Regions from separate parts of the Mus musculus genome. Here regions 1, 3 and 4 are each linked to region 2. The links are chromatin contacts, called in public Hi-C and HiChIP or PLAC-seq maps. All regions are on one chromosome and are shown on one strand. The core of a region is the stretch at or near the end of the contact, and the rest is flanking DNA. Distances in the headings are between cores, read along the strand shown. Region 1 overlaps Rbms1 (RNA binding motif, single stranded interacting protein 1). Region 2 overlaps Gm39833 (a long non-coding RNA gene). Region 3 overlaps Rbms1 (RNA binding motif, single stranded interacting protein 1). Region 4 overlaps Gm33436 (a long non-coding RNA gene).

Region 1 (3,219 bases), core at 18-2,517, 280 kb after region 2:
TGCCCAAAATGAGGTCACTGGATTTTTCAAGGGAGCCGGTTTTGTTTGTTTTGACCTAGGGAAGCACGTAGAGTTGTAACCTAGAGAATTGGACATTGAACTCGTGGCATGCCAGTTCGGGGGAAGCTGTGGAAACTCTCAGGTCTGAACGATGTCAGAGCAAGGAAATAGAAAATGCTCAGCTCAGCTTGGCTCAGGATCTGGAGGGTGTGTCCAGGGAGGGTGAAGTTTTAGGACAGGAGAAGCCTTTTCCTGTTGTCTCTCAAGTGTCATCTGAAGAGAGTCAGGAGGCAGAGTCTGTGGGGAATTAGGGACAGTGGTAGCTGCTTTGTAAAGGACATAGACACAGAGCCCAAAGTACCCCAAGTATGCAAATGCATCTTAGGGACCGTGGACAGGACCAGGCATAACACCAGGACCTCTGAATTTCAGGGGCAGTCTGCACTCAGCTCTGCTCTCTCCTCTTTTACTATTTCTTAAGTGTGGCTGGTCATAATCAAAATCTCAAACATGAAAACAATTGTCTCTGTGTTATGTATTCCCAACATGATGGGGACATCCAGGGCTCTGTGGGTGATTTAGAAACTTGTAGAAATCTGAGGAGCTCCTCATAGGGTTTACTGTGTCTTCTCAGTGGTAGAAAAATGCACTGTCACACACTAGTAATCTATAAGCCTAGAGGTAACAGAGACAGGAAACATATATGTGTGGTGGAGAATGACAGGTTCCTGAGCAAGTGAGTCAGAATTGACTCTAAAGAAAAACAGGGACTCTTCACTTAAAGCTGATGTAAGAAAGTTCCTTGGAACCCTCATTAGCCTGAGCCCTGGCAGAGCTAAACTCATCTCCTAGAGACCTGCGAGTGAGTGTCTGCAGGAAAGGGCTTCGGGAGAGTCTGCATTGGTGCTGAGCCGGCAGAAGCTTCAGGGCCACTGTGATTCCAGGACCCAGCTGAAACTCAGAGACCCAGGATGGGGAATGACTTCTGTTTCCTTGTTTTCTTTCTCGACACCTTATTTTGCCCTGTACATTTTTACGTAATTCCCTAGTGTGTGTGTGTGTGTGTGTGTGTGTGTGTTGGGATCCAGGAGTCTTGTGGGAAAGATAGAGCAAGAAGCAGAGATTCCAAAGCATCGCAGAGACCGTGTACAGGGATGGCAATGAATTGGCATTTTCCTCCTCTGCTGCCCTTTCTCCTCATCCTCTCTGCTGTCACCCTAGGCAGGGCTGCTTCTTTGGCAGCAGATCCAGTGCAGCTTCACTCCACTGTCAACAGGCAGGTTGGCAGTCTAGGCAAGAGGCCAGGAGGCCATGGTGTGCAGCTCCTCCCACCATCCCCAGACACTCAGCATCTGTTCACTTAACTTTACAGTAAATGCATTACTGAGTATTTTAGGGGGAAAATTAGTGATTCAAAGCTTTTACTAAACTGTAGAGGCTTACCCAGATCTTACTCACCCCTCTTTTTTTTTTCCTCTCCTTTTTCATTTTAATGGAGTTTTAGGACTGGTCGCGCCATTTTAAGTTCTTACCTTCTTGCCAGCAAAGGTCGATCACACAGTACACTGGGTAGAGGGAAAATATCCTTAGTGGTAGTGGAAGATGTAAATTTCTGGCCTTTTGTACTATTGGCCTTCAAGCTTGAGAAGAGCACAGACAGAGCAACCCTAATGGAGCCCATGCCCGTGTCTAATACCCCTCCACCCATGCTAGTCTCCACTTCAGGTATTAGAAGGTATGTGCTGGAATTCCAGGATTTTAGAGAGGCTCTAGCCAATGCATGTGTACTTAGGACTTACAGGTCATTGGACTAACCAATGAGAAGGTCCAGGCAGTCTAGTGGTTTTGAGGATAGCCTTTCCTAGGGAGCCACGCCCCATCCCACCCCACCCCCACCCGCCTCTCATATTTTGCCACTTGAACTCAGTGTGATTTGTTCCACTCTGTTTTTAATGTGCTTGTGCAAAGGAGCTTGAGAGTAGGAGGTGGGAGACTGGACCAGCACTGTGTATAGGTCACTTTTAATATTAGAACTGGCTGTGGCATATTTAGAGAGAGGCCTGGGAAAGATGGGCTTGGCACAGACTATACTGGCAGAGCACTTCCTACTAGCTTGACATCTTCCTGAGGCTCTGTTGTCTGTACTTACACAATGTCTTGATGGACCTTGAGTTGGAATGGAATCAGTGACCCAGGCTTCATGTTACACACATCAAGACTAAGAGAAAAGTTAGTTTGCCAAGGGCAAACAGAATGTGGTCATGGTGACATCTGAACTCCAGCAGTCTGCTTCCAGAGTCCACTCTTACGCACGTTCGCAACTGGCCAGGAAAGATGCAACAAACCAGAATCTTCTGCGGCAAAGCTTTATTGCTTACTCAGGAGCAAGAGAGGAAGAGTGCGGCAGAGAGAAGCAGAGAGGAAAAGAGAGAGAGACGCAGAGAGAGACGCAGAGAGAGGGGCAGAGAGGGAGAGAGGCAGAGAGCAGAGGAAGAGAGCAGAGGAAAAGACGAAGAGAAAGAGACGAAGAGAGAAGAGACGAAGAGAGGGAGTGCCAGAACCCCGTCCCTTTTAAGGAGAATTATCTTCCGCCTAGGACATGTCATTCCCTGATTGGCTGCAGCCCATCGGCCCAGTTGTCATCACGAGAAAGGCAGAGCACATGGCGGGAAAACTGCCCCTGCACATGTGCAGATTATTTACTACTTAGAACACAGCTGTCAGCGCCATCTTGTAATGGCAAATGTTGAGTGCGGCTCCCCACAGTCCACCCCATGGCAGGATTGTTCTACTTCCTTCAAGGTCATCCTCTAGGTTTTGAGGAGTACTACTGTGGAATGATAGTTCTCATCACAGAATTACATGTGGTTGAAGGCAGAGTCTAGACTTGTTCTATAGCAATACTTCTGAAATAAGTGGAAGCATCTGCTATTTTCTAATGACAGTTTTTCTTTATTTTTCCTGTTGTGTGACAAATTTTCCTAGGTAGACACAACACATACATCTAGCCACCCCACATAGGAACCCACAACAAATCAAAGTCTGAATATGAACAAAGTCCAATTGAGTTTTATTAGGTTTCCTTAAAGGAGTAAGGATGAGGGGTTAGGTTACTCATTGGGGCGCCAACATTACCAAGACCCACCCCACCCCAACCCCCCAGCCCCAGCATGTGAGAGCTTATAAAGCGGGGGAACCTGAAACACATCCCACAGTTTG
Region 2 (3,671 bases), core at 217-2,716:
AGGCAGGCCAGTCTCTGAGTTTGAGGCCAGCCTCCTCTACAGAGCAGGTTCCAGGTCAGCCAGAGCTACACAGAGAAACCCTGTCTTGAAAAAAACAACCGTCTTCTTTGTCTCCCTACCATCTGTTTCTATTATATATAATAAATATCACTGGAGCTTTCTTCCTAAGTTTCAAAGAAAAGGCAGAACAAAAAACCAAAATAATCAACCTCCTCTATCTCAACTTGAATTCTTTCTCTAATATTTCTTTTGTTTTTCCCTTTGAGCAATAGTTTTTATTTCTTCATCATTACAATTTACATTTCCCTGATTTGACTATAAAGCTCATGCAGAGCATAGCATAGCATATTTTATTTATTTATTTATTTATTTATTTATTTATTTGATATTTTCTTTATATACATTTCAAATGCTATCCCGAAAGTTCCCTATACCCTCACCCACTCACTCCTGCTTCTTGGCCCTGGCATTCCCCTGTACTGAGGCATATAATGTTTGCAAAACCAAGAGGCCTCTCTTCCCAGTGATGGCCAACTAGGCTGTCTTCTGCTACCTATGCAGCTTTCTTCCCCGGCATTTCTTTTCATAAATTGACATCATATAGGAATAAGATATGCAGTATACATTGTCACTAAATCATCCCTCCCCATGCTCTCCCAATGTCCAGTCTAATCCTAGTTTGTTTACTGTGTTCCTTCTCCACAAATCCAGGAGAACTGGGAAGACAGTTTATGGGGAGGGAAACAGAACTGAGAAAAGCTGGACTTCTCCTTTGCAGACAGTTGGTAGCAACTGGGGGGAAACTAAAACTCTTCACATACTCTTAGCTCATCCTAATGGTTACACTTTCCTGACTATCCAGCCAATGCCTAAAGCTGTTCACAAAACTTCTGGAAACTTAAAATCCCAAGCAGCGAGAGCTTGATAAATTGAAGACGCTCTTCACTTCCTCTCAAGAGCCTCGGAGCACCGAAAAACTCGCCGAGGAGAGCTACTGCAGCCGCTTTGCACAGCACATTTTTGCTGTAGAGATTTGGAGTGGTGTAGGTCGAAATTTTGACCCTAAGCACCGGGAAGTTCCCGCCCATGATGTGAATCCCGAGAAACATCTGGAGTCTTGTGCAGTGAATCTCTAAATCTTCATTTCCCCATGTGGTGCGCACACAGGTTGTACGTTATGATTTAATCAGCTGTCTTTAGAACAACAGGCACTTGGAATTCAAACACATTAGAAGGGATGGTGGTGTTTTGAGAGTAACAGCAGGACCACACTTCTGTCCCAGAGCAGCCCTGGCCGAGAGTTCCTAGGATCCTTTTACACTTGTACAAAGTAAACTTTCCTTCCTTTGGTCAAAGGGACAGGGCATGCGCTATCTCAAAGAAAATCCACTGCTCTTGCGCCTCGTGACTCACCCAGAGACTTGGTTCAACATTAGGTCACCGTGGAACACTGACTGTAGCAGAAACACATAAAGTCTCCAAACGGGGGAGAGGAGGACGCTATTCCGGAATCCTGTTGCCAGAGTAACATAAACCCAGTGTGTTTTCACAAGGAAATGAGTCACTTGTTTCTGTTGGCTAAAACTCTGTTTTCTTTAATTTCATATTTTAGCTTGTTTAATATATGCCGAAAGAGCCCAGGGTTTCCAGTTTTCAGACTGGGATAACTTGCTAATTAAAAGCTCAACAGAGGGTTTTGCATGGCAATTAAACCAAAGGGGATAAAAGGAACACTCTGGCAAGCAGAAGCACACAGGGAACCAGAACGGGGAAGCAAGAGCACTCAGGGCACAATCAGCTGTCCAGAGGGAACAGGAGGGGGATGTGCACCAGGAGGCCCCCAGAAGAAAACAACTCCAAAAGTCATCCACTGGAATGATACAGCACCCTCAGACCAAGTTAACATCTCCTTACCCGGATTCACTGGGTACTGGCATGTTTTTCTTTCTTTTAGATGGTCTACATTAGAAGGCATAGGAGTCACAAGGGCCACGAGATGCAGACTGGAATATAGGCAAGGAAAGGGAGAGCAACCATCTATGGGGCATCAGGAAGCAACAAGGACTGCGACATTCAGCAGAAAAGTCCTCAGTGTTTGGTATAGATGGCATGCATCTGGTGGTTGGGTTTATCCTGTGGGGTTCTAGATGAGGCTTTTTTTTTTCCTGAGATGCTAAAATATCATTTCTCAGTTTCCTAGGAAGGCTATCGTGTGTGTGTGTGTGTGTGTAATAAAAAAAGGTCAACCTTCCCTTAGACTTACTGTAAGTATCATACAGTTAGTTATATACAGAGCATCCCAGTAACAAAGAGGAGAGAGGGGGTGGGGGAAGGGGAGGGGAGGGGAGAGGAAAAGAGAGAAGGAGGGGAGGGGAGGGGAGGGGAGGGGAGGGGAGAAGAGAAGAGAAGAGAAGAGAAGAGAAGAGAAGAGAAGAGAAGAGAAGAGAAGAAAGAGAAGAGAAGAGAAGAGAAGAGAAGAGAAGAGAAGAGAAGAGAAGAGAAGAGAAGAGGAATCAGACCTGGATAATTTTTAAATGCCATCAGAGAGACTGGAGGAATAAATAGGGAAATGAAGCTTCAGTGTAAGGAAAGAAAGCTGGCTGATAGCCTTGGTTATAGGCAACAGTAGGGAAGCCAAAGGAAGAGGGGATTGGGGACAATATCTATAGTGATAGGATCCTTAGGAAGTCAAATGTTCCCATAAGGCAATAAGTGGAGGGTTGGTTTCAGGGGCTGCAGAAGAGATTCTTATCTACAAAGTAGGTAGTACTGACCTACTTACTCAAATGTTATGAAAAGCAAGCACTAAAACCCACCCGTAGTTATACAAGCTGACCATGTATTTGAGGAAAGACTAGCAGAAGGGGAAGTGGAAGCTGTATTTAGTATTTGACTTCCTTTCTAACATTTTTACTTGATATTCAATGCTAGGCTCCAACACCAGTATTTAAGATTCATAGAAAAGCTTTCTCCTCTAAACCAGAGAGTCCTCATGGCTTCCTCATTTCTGCCAACGTTGCTATCATTCTGTCTGTCTGTGTGACAATCTGTGTGACAATCTCAGACTCCAGAGCCGCCTCTGAGTCTTCCCTTCCCTTCCCTTCCCCCCTCTACCCTGCATTCCCTCCTTCTTATCTCCTTATCTCCTTCTCTGCTTCCCTTCCTCCCTCTCTCCCTCCCTCTCCCCCCCCCACACCCCCACATCCTATGTGTCTGATCACTCACCACCTCACCACACTTACAGGGTTTTGTGTAGTATTCTATTATTCTATTGTGTAGACATGCCTTCTTGACTTTTTTTTTTTTTTTTTTTTTTTTTTTTTTTTTTTTGTAGCCAAGTCCGTCCTTGTCCAGAACCCTGGCTGTCACTTCACAGCTCATTTATCACAGCCATTTTCTAACTGGTCTCTGCCTGCAGTCACTCACTCCTGCAATCCATCCTAGTGGTTACTGCAGATGGGCTGTTGTGAAATTCCACTAAACATGTGGGGTGGGGCTGTGGGGAGCTCAATCCTGCTCAAAGCTACCATGACATCCAAGTTTAGGTATGCAAACTAGTGCTCAAGTTCTCCATATTAATAGTTCCTCATTCACCCAGCTTCATCTTCCATGCCTCTCATCTGAAATCCTTCTCTCTGAGCATGTCACTCCCTCTCCTTTCTCCCCTCCCC
Region 3 (3,247 bases), core at 299-2,798, 330 kb after region 2:
TCGGTTCTAGGCATTGAGCTGCGGTTTAAGGCTGTTCTCTGCCTTCTTTCTGAATCCAGGTGTTTTGAGAGGAAGCACACAGGACTTGAAGCGATTAATGAGCCCAGTGTAGACCTGCCTGGGTGTTAAGGGGGGCAATTATCACCTTTTTGGATGTGGTTTGGAGCAGGCACTGACCTGTTGGAAGGTCTCAGGCTGGCCTGGTGGGCCTGGTCAGGTGAAAGAAAGCAGTGTTTTGATAAGCTGAGCTCCCAACCACCAAGTAGTAAGGAAGATACTTGATTTTTGTCTAGGACTGTATTTTGTATTCTACTGCAGTTCTAAGACAAATGCCATATTCCTTATAGGAGAGAGTTGTGGTATCATGATTAGAATGAAGATTATATGTAATTTGTATTATCCAAATGAGCAGAAAGCCAGCCCACCTTGGGGCTGTGGAGATGGCTCAGGGGTGCTAGGGAAATCAAGTGCTTGCCTTGCAAGCTTAAGGACCTGAATTTGGTCCCCAGTACATATGTGAAGATGCAAGGATGTAGCAATGCCCTTGTAATGCCATTGCCTCAGAGACAAGTATAGGAGGAGCCCTGAAGCTCAGTGGTCAGCCAGTCTAGCCTAATTGGTGAGTTCAAGGCCAGTGTGTGACCTTGTCTCTAAGAACATGTTCCTGAAGGTGACACCGAGGTTGTTCTCCAACCTCCACTGCACACTTATCCACACACACGAACATGTATACACAGACATGTATATCTACACAAAAACATGTATACACACAGACACAACTTTCAAAACGAAAGTCTACCTACCATAGTTGACTCTCAATTACACCATTACCCAGCAGTATCTGGGGTTGGGTCTACAAACAGTAGTTTCACCTCCATCTGAATTGTTTCGTAGCCAGTCCCCTCCAGAGAAGGCACACTTGAACTTTAAAGGGCAAGTAGTTTACACTTGAAAATAACTGTTAGTGTGTGTGTGTGTGTGTGTGTGTGTGTGTGTGTATATATATATATATATATATATATATATACGTATATATATATATATATGCGTGCATACAGTGTCTGTATAGCTGTCCTGTGTGACAGTCTTACTGTGTTCATTGATGTCATTCCCCATTCATATGGTGTCATGCTTTCAAATTTCCTTGTAACACTAGTATTTCGGATGTCTTTTGAGTAGTAGTCATTCCAGGTTCTAAGGATCCATGAAATACTTCTCTCACATTTAAGACACATTTTACTTTAATTTAAATTGTCTTTCACTCTAGTTGTGTGTGTGTGTGTGTGTGTGTGTGTGTGTGTGTGTGTGTGTGTGTGTGTGAGTGATTGAGTTGGAATGTGTACACACTTACACCATGACTCATCAGCAGACAACTTCTTGGGATCAATTCTTGCCTGTCACCCTTCTGTGGGTTCCAGGAATCATACTCTTCTTCATCAGGCTGCAGGCAGGGCCAGCCTCCTTCACCTACTGAGCTGTCTTGCTGGGCTCAGTCTTTTAAGCATAAAGTTTAAACAAAGCAGCTAAGGAAGCAGGAAGCCAAGGAGCTGCCTCTCTGCTGCCTCAGCAGGGTGGAGACAGGAAGTGTGTGGAGACACCATTGCTGACCCACCCCAGCCTGGCCTGCAGGGACAGGGAAGTGTCAAGCCTTCCTGGCTGCTGCCTGGATTCTCACATGTGAATTCTTTTGTTTATGGTCTGCTCAGTTCATAGACTATTCTACAGAACTTTACTGAGTTTTTTTGTTTTGTTTTGTTTTAATTTAAAGGTAAGAATTACACAAATCCCATCAAGTGTGCTTTTTTAAAGTTATTTTGAGCTTCCTTTTCCCCTTGGTTATCTATAGAAATAACCCTTGTTGTTACTGACATGAATCCTGTTGATTACTCTTGGTCCACTTGCAAAGCAAGAGTGCCCAGCTCCTGCTCTCCAACACAGAATAGTTTTAGGCTTTTATTTTTTTTTAACTTTTTTTTTATTTAACTATTAGTAAGGTAAACAAAACTAGGGCTTTTTGGATAGTTTTTCAGGTAGAGTTAAAGTTTTTTTGTGATGTTAGAAAAGAATCCGAGGCCGGCCGGTGTGAACGTTCAAGGATGAAAAGCCAGAATCACAGAATAAATTTAGCTCTTGGGAAATTTCTTACACTTACTTTTTTGGTCACCACTGGTGCCCTGCAGTGACCATGTAACCCCTCTTAAGTCAGTTTGTAAAGAACCTTACCCAGGCAGTCTCGTAGCGCATCCTCAGAGCTCTGCCAACACATTCCCCACTGCTTCCCATGGAAAACGGCCTGCCTACAGTCTCCTCTCCCGGGTCAGTACCTGCAAGGCCTTCATCTGTGGCTTCCTCTAGGATAAGGCTCTAGACCATGGTACGCGATGCTTACTCCCTTCAAGTGCTGTGGCTCATGCTATGAGAATGCAAGTCTCATGGAGGAATGGCGTTATGGCAGAACAGCTCTCAGCTCTAGTGGCAGGAGCAGAAGGCTGCTCCCTGACAGCCTAGCAGGCCAGGAAGCAGAGAGTAGATATGAAGTAGGCCAGACTACAGGATGTAAAGGTCACCCTACTGACTCACTTCCTCCAGAGGGCCTTTGCTCCCTGAAGGTTCTTCAACCTCCTGTAAGAGCACCACCAGCTGGGGTCCAAGTCTTTAAACACAGAGCCCAAGGAGGGCATTTCACATTGAAACCACAGCCAGGTTAGTGGCAGTGTTCAGAATAATTCTATTCAGACAGGAAGCACTTCATCAACACAGGCTGTGGGTACTTCTCCACGATTTTCTTCTGACTGTTGAGACTCTCTGTGTGTGCAGACGTAAACAAAGGGTCAAAGGGTGCAAGTCTAGGACAGAGCCGTGCAGGGAGCACAGTGGAGCTGAGAATGCTGCTTTCTGTGCGCACGATGCAGAGGCAGCGCGTAGCTCATCTGCAAAGGTCAGGAGGAGTTTGCCGTGGGGAAGCGCTGGTAAGCGGCAGAGTGATAGGACGGTTACCATGGGAGGTATTGTCTTACAGAGCAGAGAATGAAGATTGAGCAGAACAGGTTCAAAGGCCTATAAAGAAATACACCATGGAGCTAAAGCTTTATTTCTCTGTTTAGCTGCCATAACCAAGCACCACAAAGCTGGGAAGCTTAGAACAAGTGTCCATGAGCCTGCAGTTCTGGAAGACAGAAGGCTAAGTTTGACAGGTCGGGGGCACCATGTCTAGGAGAAGCCTCCCTTGTCACTTCCTAGCTGTGGC
Region 4 (3,340 bases), core at 546-3,045, 440 kb after region 2:
ACAGCATACTGAACAGACAGTAGAAGGGCAAGAAATGGTTGATCAACTTAAAAGTTTTGCCTAGAAATCCCCCAACCACTTGGTGGGGTTCAGAAGAGAGCAACCCTTATTGAGTCCCAATTCTGTGCTTTATTAAAATATAATAACTTGTTTTATTGTCACTTAGGCATCCCAGCTAAATGGCAGCTAAAGGGTAAATCTGATGAACTGGGCTCACGATCTTGCCTCAATTCCTTCGACCACTGTTGTTTATGCTCAGGGCATCTCAGTCTGCTTCCTCACCTCTAAAACTCGGAGTAACTGTATCTAGCTTAAGAAGCTATTGTAGGGGCTGGAGAGATGGCTCAGTGGTTAAGAGCACTGACTGCTCTTCCAGAGGACCTCAGTTCAATTCCCAGCAACCACTTGGTAGCTTACAAGCATCTGTAATGGGATCCAATGGCCTCTTCTGGTGTGTCTGAATTGAGAGATCGTGTACTGATATATATTAAATAAATAAATAGAAGAAGGAGGAGAAGATGGAGAGGAGAAGGAGAAGGAGAAGGAGAAGGAGAAGGAGAAGGAGAAGGAGAAGGAGAAGGAGAAGGAGAAGGAGAAGGAGAAGAAAGAAGGTGTGTACCAGCACACAAGGCCTTAGGTTCATTTTAGGGTCTCAGATAAAAAGCTAATCCTTGAGACCGAGTCTTTTCAGTGGAGGTTCAATGCACCAGACTATGGGTAAAAATCCTTAGCTACTGATGATGATACTTCACTTGACATGTGTGTACCTCGATTCCTCTTCGTATTCCCTGGGGACTCTTTAATGAGATCTAGCTCCAGCCTGACTCATGCAGATAATAATAACAATAAAGATTATGATTCCATAACCACACATATACAAAGTATGAGACATTATCGCTTCTACCTCAGCAAGTGACAAAATTAGTCTACAATTTTTCCCGGTCCCTGACAAATCTTCTCACCAAGTAACCTGATAGGCTGCATGAACACTTTAATGGTTACTGGCTCAGTTCTTTGATGCACACTGTTCCTGTTTCCAAAGTGCCTTTTTCTAGAGTGTTCCCCAGTCATATCCTGTGGCCTTTCAGGTCAGGTTGACTATGTCAGGCAGGAACTCTTCTGACCTCCAGCATCTATTACCTCACACACTACCTCATACTGTCATCAAACTACTTCAGAGATCTGTTTTTTTATCTAACTACCCAGAGGATTCTTAAAGACAAGGCCCTTGTGGCTACGTGTTTTTTGTACAATACTGTACTTAAAATATTTTATTGACTAAATACATGGATATATTTCTGTGTCATGAGGCTGGGTTTATAATAGATATTTAAGTCCTGTTTAATTAAATAATTTGGGGGTTTGAAAAACTGCATAGTTCTCTTCGAAGCCACAAAGCTCTGCCATGGTTTGAAGGTCTCCAATTGTCTAATTCTCCTGTCTCGGCCACATCTCTTAGACCTCGAATGTGAGTTACTCAGTCTTCCTGAGTTTCAATTTTTTTCTTTTACATGTCTGCTTAAGAGTACTAACACTGTGTGTTATTAATATCTTCGAGCAAAAGAATGAATTATCCTGCAAAGCATATGATCACAGTGAATCAGAAAGCAATCAAACTATATGGATACCGAAAACTTTGGCCCCAGGTGAAACTGAAAAATGAAATTGAAAACAGTGATGCAGCCGTGTGCACCTCTCCTCACTCAGCAAAGCAGCACAGAATGTACAGGGGCCATGAGGAAACTCTCCATGCCCTCAAAGCGATGAGCCACCATGTGTGAGTAAGGCTGAGGAGAAGGAAAAAAATGCTCCTGTGTCTGGCAGGCCAGAGGAACTCCCAGTTCTGGGAAAGATGATCATGACATAGACTTGAGTCACTTCTCTGCAGTTTGTCAATAAAAGCCCCTAAGGGACAGTGTGGACTTTAGAGATAACGTCATGATGACATTCAGGGATCTGTAAGTTCCTGGGGCTCCCATAAGGTTCTGTTCTCCATCTTCACCCTTTTGGAGGTTTTCATGGAGTTGGGAAATTAGCAAACACAGTGAAATGGTGACTGTTGGCAAAGCAAGGCTCCCTTTGAAAGTCTGAGTTTGAGGCCCTTAGAGACTGGATTGAAGGTTTTCATGAGAGCAGGCCTTCAGGTTTATACTTAATTGTTCTGATATGAGACTGCTATCAGAATACACACACACACACACACACACACACACACACACACACACACACACACACCAGCCAGTTCCGCCCTCAGCTGTCACCCTTGTTGCTACTGATAGTTCATCAGGGGAAAAACAGAACATTTGGCCATGTGAGTGTACTACACTCTCCTCCTTCGGCTGCTTGCAAGAGCCTCCTTTGCTCTTCAAGACTGTAATTTAAAATATTTGAAACCGAAGGATTCATCTGGCAGTGAGGGTGGGGAGGGCATCCTCTCATTTCTGTTGGATGGACCACTGTCTAGGCAGCTTGGTGACCACCTAGTCCAGACTACCTGCACCTGAGCAGGCAGGAGCTTCTGCGGTCCATTCTTGTCATCTAGAGATTCTGGAATCTTCTCTCTCCTCCAGGGCATGTGACCTATCAGTAAGTCCAGGCAGCCCGACCTGTGGAGACCCCAAGGCTGTCTGTGTTCTCCCGGATGGATAGGACCACCCTGTACTAGTTGCTGTCTTTCTTCCATTCAGCTGCAGCTGAGTTCTGCCTTGCCCCTCCCTAGACTCCATCCTCAGGGACTCCTCTGTCATCGCTCTAGCTGCTCCCAGACTGCTTGCTCTCCATGCTCCTTTCTCTGCAATTCTCTTTCCTCTGATCTTTGCCTGGTTGGATCTCCTTCAATCTAATTTTATCACTTACTCAAGGATGTCTTACCTGGCATTCTGCTTGAAGGACTCATCTAGATACCCCTTATTATATCACCCCAAATCAATTGTCTGCAAATATTTTACTATTAATTTTCTTATTGATTAATTTGTTTACCATTTATCTCTTCCTATTTAGATATTGTCTAGGAAAAAAAAACTCCATGGAAATTATATATACCATTGTGGCCTAGGCTGGTCTAGAACTAAATGTAGCTCAGGCTAGCCTGGAACTCACTATGTAACCTAAGCTGGCCTCAAACTCACAGCAATCCCCCATCTCGGTCTCCTGAGTGCTGGAATGATTGGCATAGCTGCCACACTTACCTCACTAAGCATCTTATTGGTCAGTGGGCTATTAGATGGCCAGTAGCCATTCCACAGTATCTGTGGGGCATTAGACAAAGGTCTAACCTCTTATGATCCAGAGTTGGCCACTTGCAGCAGTTATAACTTTCAACTTTTACTTTAACTCATTC

What was found. Hi-C and Micro-C count contacts between places; a contact is called where the count stands out from the background. HiChIP or PLAC-seq counts read pairs in DNA pulled down with a chosen protein or histone mark.
Region 1: a contact with region 2 is called in an H3K4me3 HiChIP or PLAC-seq map of bone marrow-derived macrophages, with 3 times the contacts expected there. The contact joins two enhancer-like sites. A contact is called at or near these places in 1 of 15 datasets of contacts at CTCF or cohesin (the NIH/3T3 cell line), 3 of 484 Hi-C or Micro-C datasets (the C2C12 cell line, bone marrow-derived macrophages and muscle stem cells) and 2 of 115 datasets of contacts at active chromatin or transcription factors (bone marrow-derived macrophages and heart atrium).
Region 3: a contact with region 2 is called in a Hi-C map of bone marrow-derived macrophages, with 3 times the contacts expected there. The contact joins two enhancer-like sites. A contact is called at or near these places in 9 of 484 Hi-C or Micro-C datasets (bone marrow-derived macrophages, embryonic fibroblasts, muscle stem cells and 3 more), 3 of 115 datasets of contacts at active chromatin or transcription factors (bone marrow-derived macrophages, fibro-adipogenic progenitors and pancreatic cancer cells) and 1 of 9 other capture datasets (embryonic stem cells).
Region 4: a contact with region 2 is called in a FOXA1 HiChIP or PLAC-seq map of pancreatic cancer cells. The contact joins two enhancer-like sites. A contact is called at or near these places in 9 of 39 promoter capture datasets (the C10 cell line, embryonic stem cells, hematopoietic stem and progenitor cells and 5 more), 1 of 115 datasets of contacts at active chromatin or transcription factors (pancreatic cancer cells) and 2 of 9 other capture datasets (adipose tissue and embryonic stem cells).

The regions. Positions count from the first base shown.
Region 1 is chr2:60,862,104-60,865,322 of GRCm38.p6, reverse strand. All of the region lies in intron 1 of Rbms1 (RNA binding motif, single stranded interacting protein 1), which reads left to right. Among named protein-coding and RNA genes, the nearest start is that of Rbms1, 18 kb to the left of the region's middle. Within about 2 kb of position 1,267, at least 89 of the 459 cell types and tissues checked have an H3K27ac peak or open chromatin away from gene starts, as enhancers often do. A contact at or near this core is called in the C2C12 cell line, the NIH/3T3 cell line, bone marrow-derived macrophages and 1 more, where this site is marked.
Region 2 is chr2:61,136,901-61,140,571 of GRCm38.p6, reverse strand. All of the region lies in intron 2 of Gm39833 (a long non-coding RNA gene), which reads right to left. Among named protein-coding and RNA genes, the nearest start is that of Gm39833, 11 kb to the right of the region's middle. Within about 2 kb of position 1,466, at least 164 of the 459 cell types and tissues checked have an H3K27ac peak or open chromatin away from gene starts, as enhancers often do. A contact at or near this core is called in the C2C12 cell line, the NIH/3T3 cell line, adipose tissue and 6 more, where this site is marked.
Region 3 is chr2:60,809,127-60,812,373 of GRCm38.p6, reverse strand. All of the region lies in intron 2 of Rbms1 (RNA binding motif, single stranded interacting protein 1), which reads left to right. Among named protein-coding and RNA genes, the nearest start is that of Rbms1, 71 kb to the left of the region's middle. Within about 2 kb of position 1,548, at least 192 of the 459 cell types and tissues checked have an H3K27ac peak or open chromatin away from gene starts, as enhancers often do. A contact at or near this core is called in bone marrow-derived macrophages, embryonic fibroblasts, pancreatic cancer cells and 2 more, where this site is marked.
Region 4 is chr2:60,698,711-60,702,050 of GRCm38.p6, reverse strand. All of the region lies in intron 2 of Gm33436 (a long non-coding RNA gene), which reads right to left. It also overlaps a transcript of Itgb6 not described here. Among named protein-coding and RNA genes, the nearest start is that of Gm33436, 7.8 kb to the right of the region's middle. Within about 2 kb of position 1,795, at least 71 of the 459 cell types and tissues checked have an H3K27ac peak or open chromatin away from gene starts, as enhancers often do. A contact at or near this core is called in adipose tissue and pancreatic cancer cells, where this site is marked.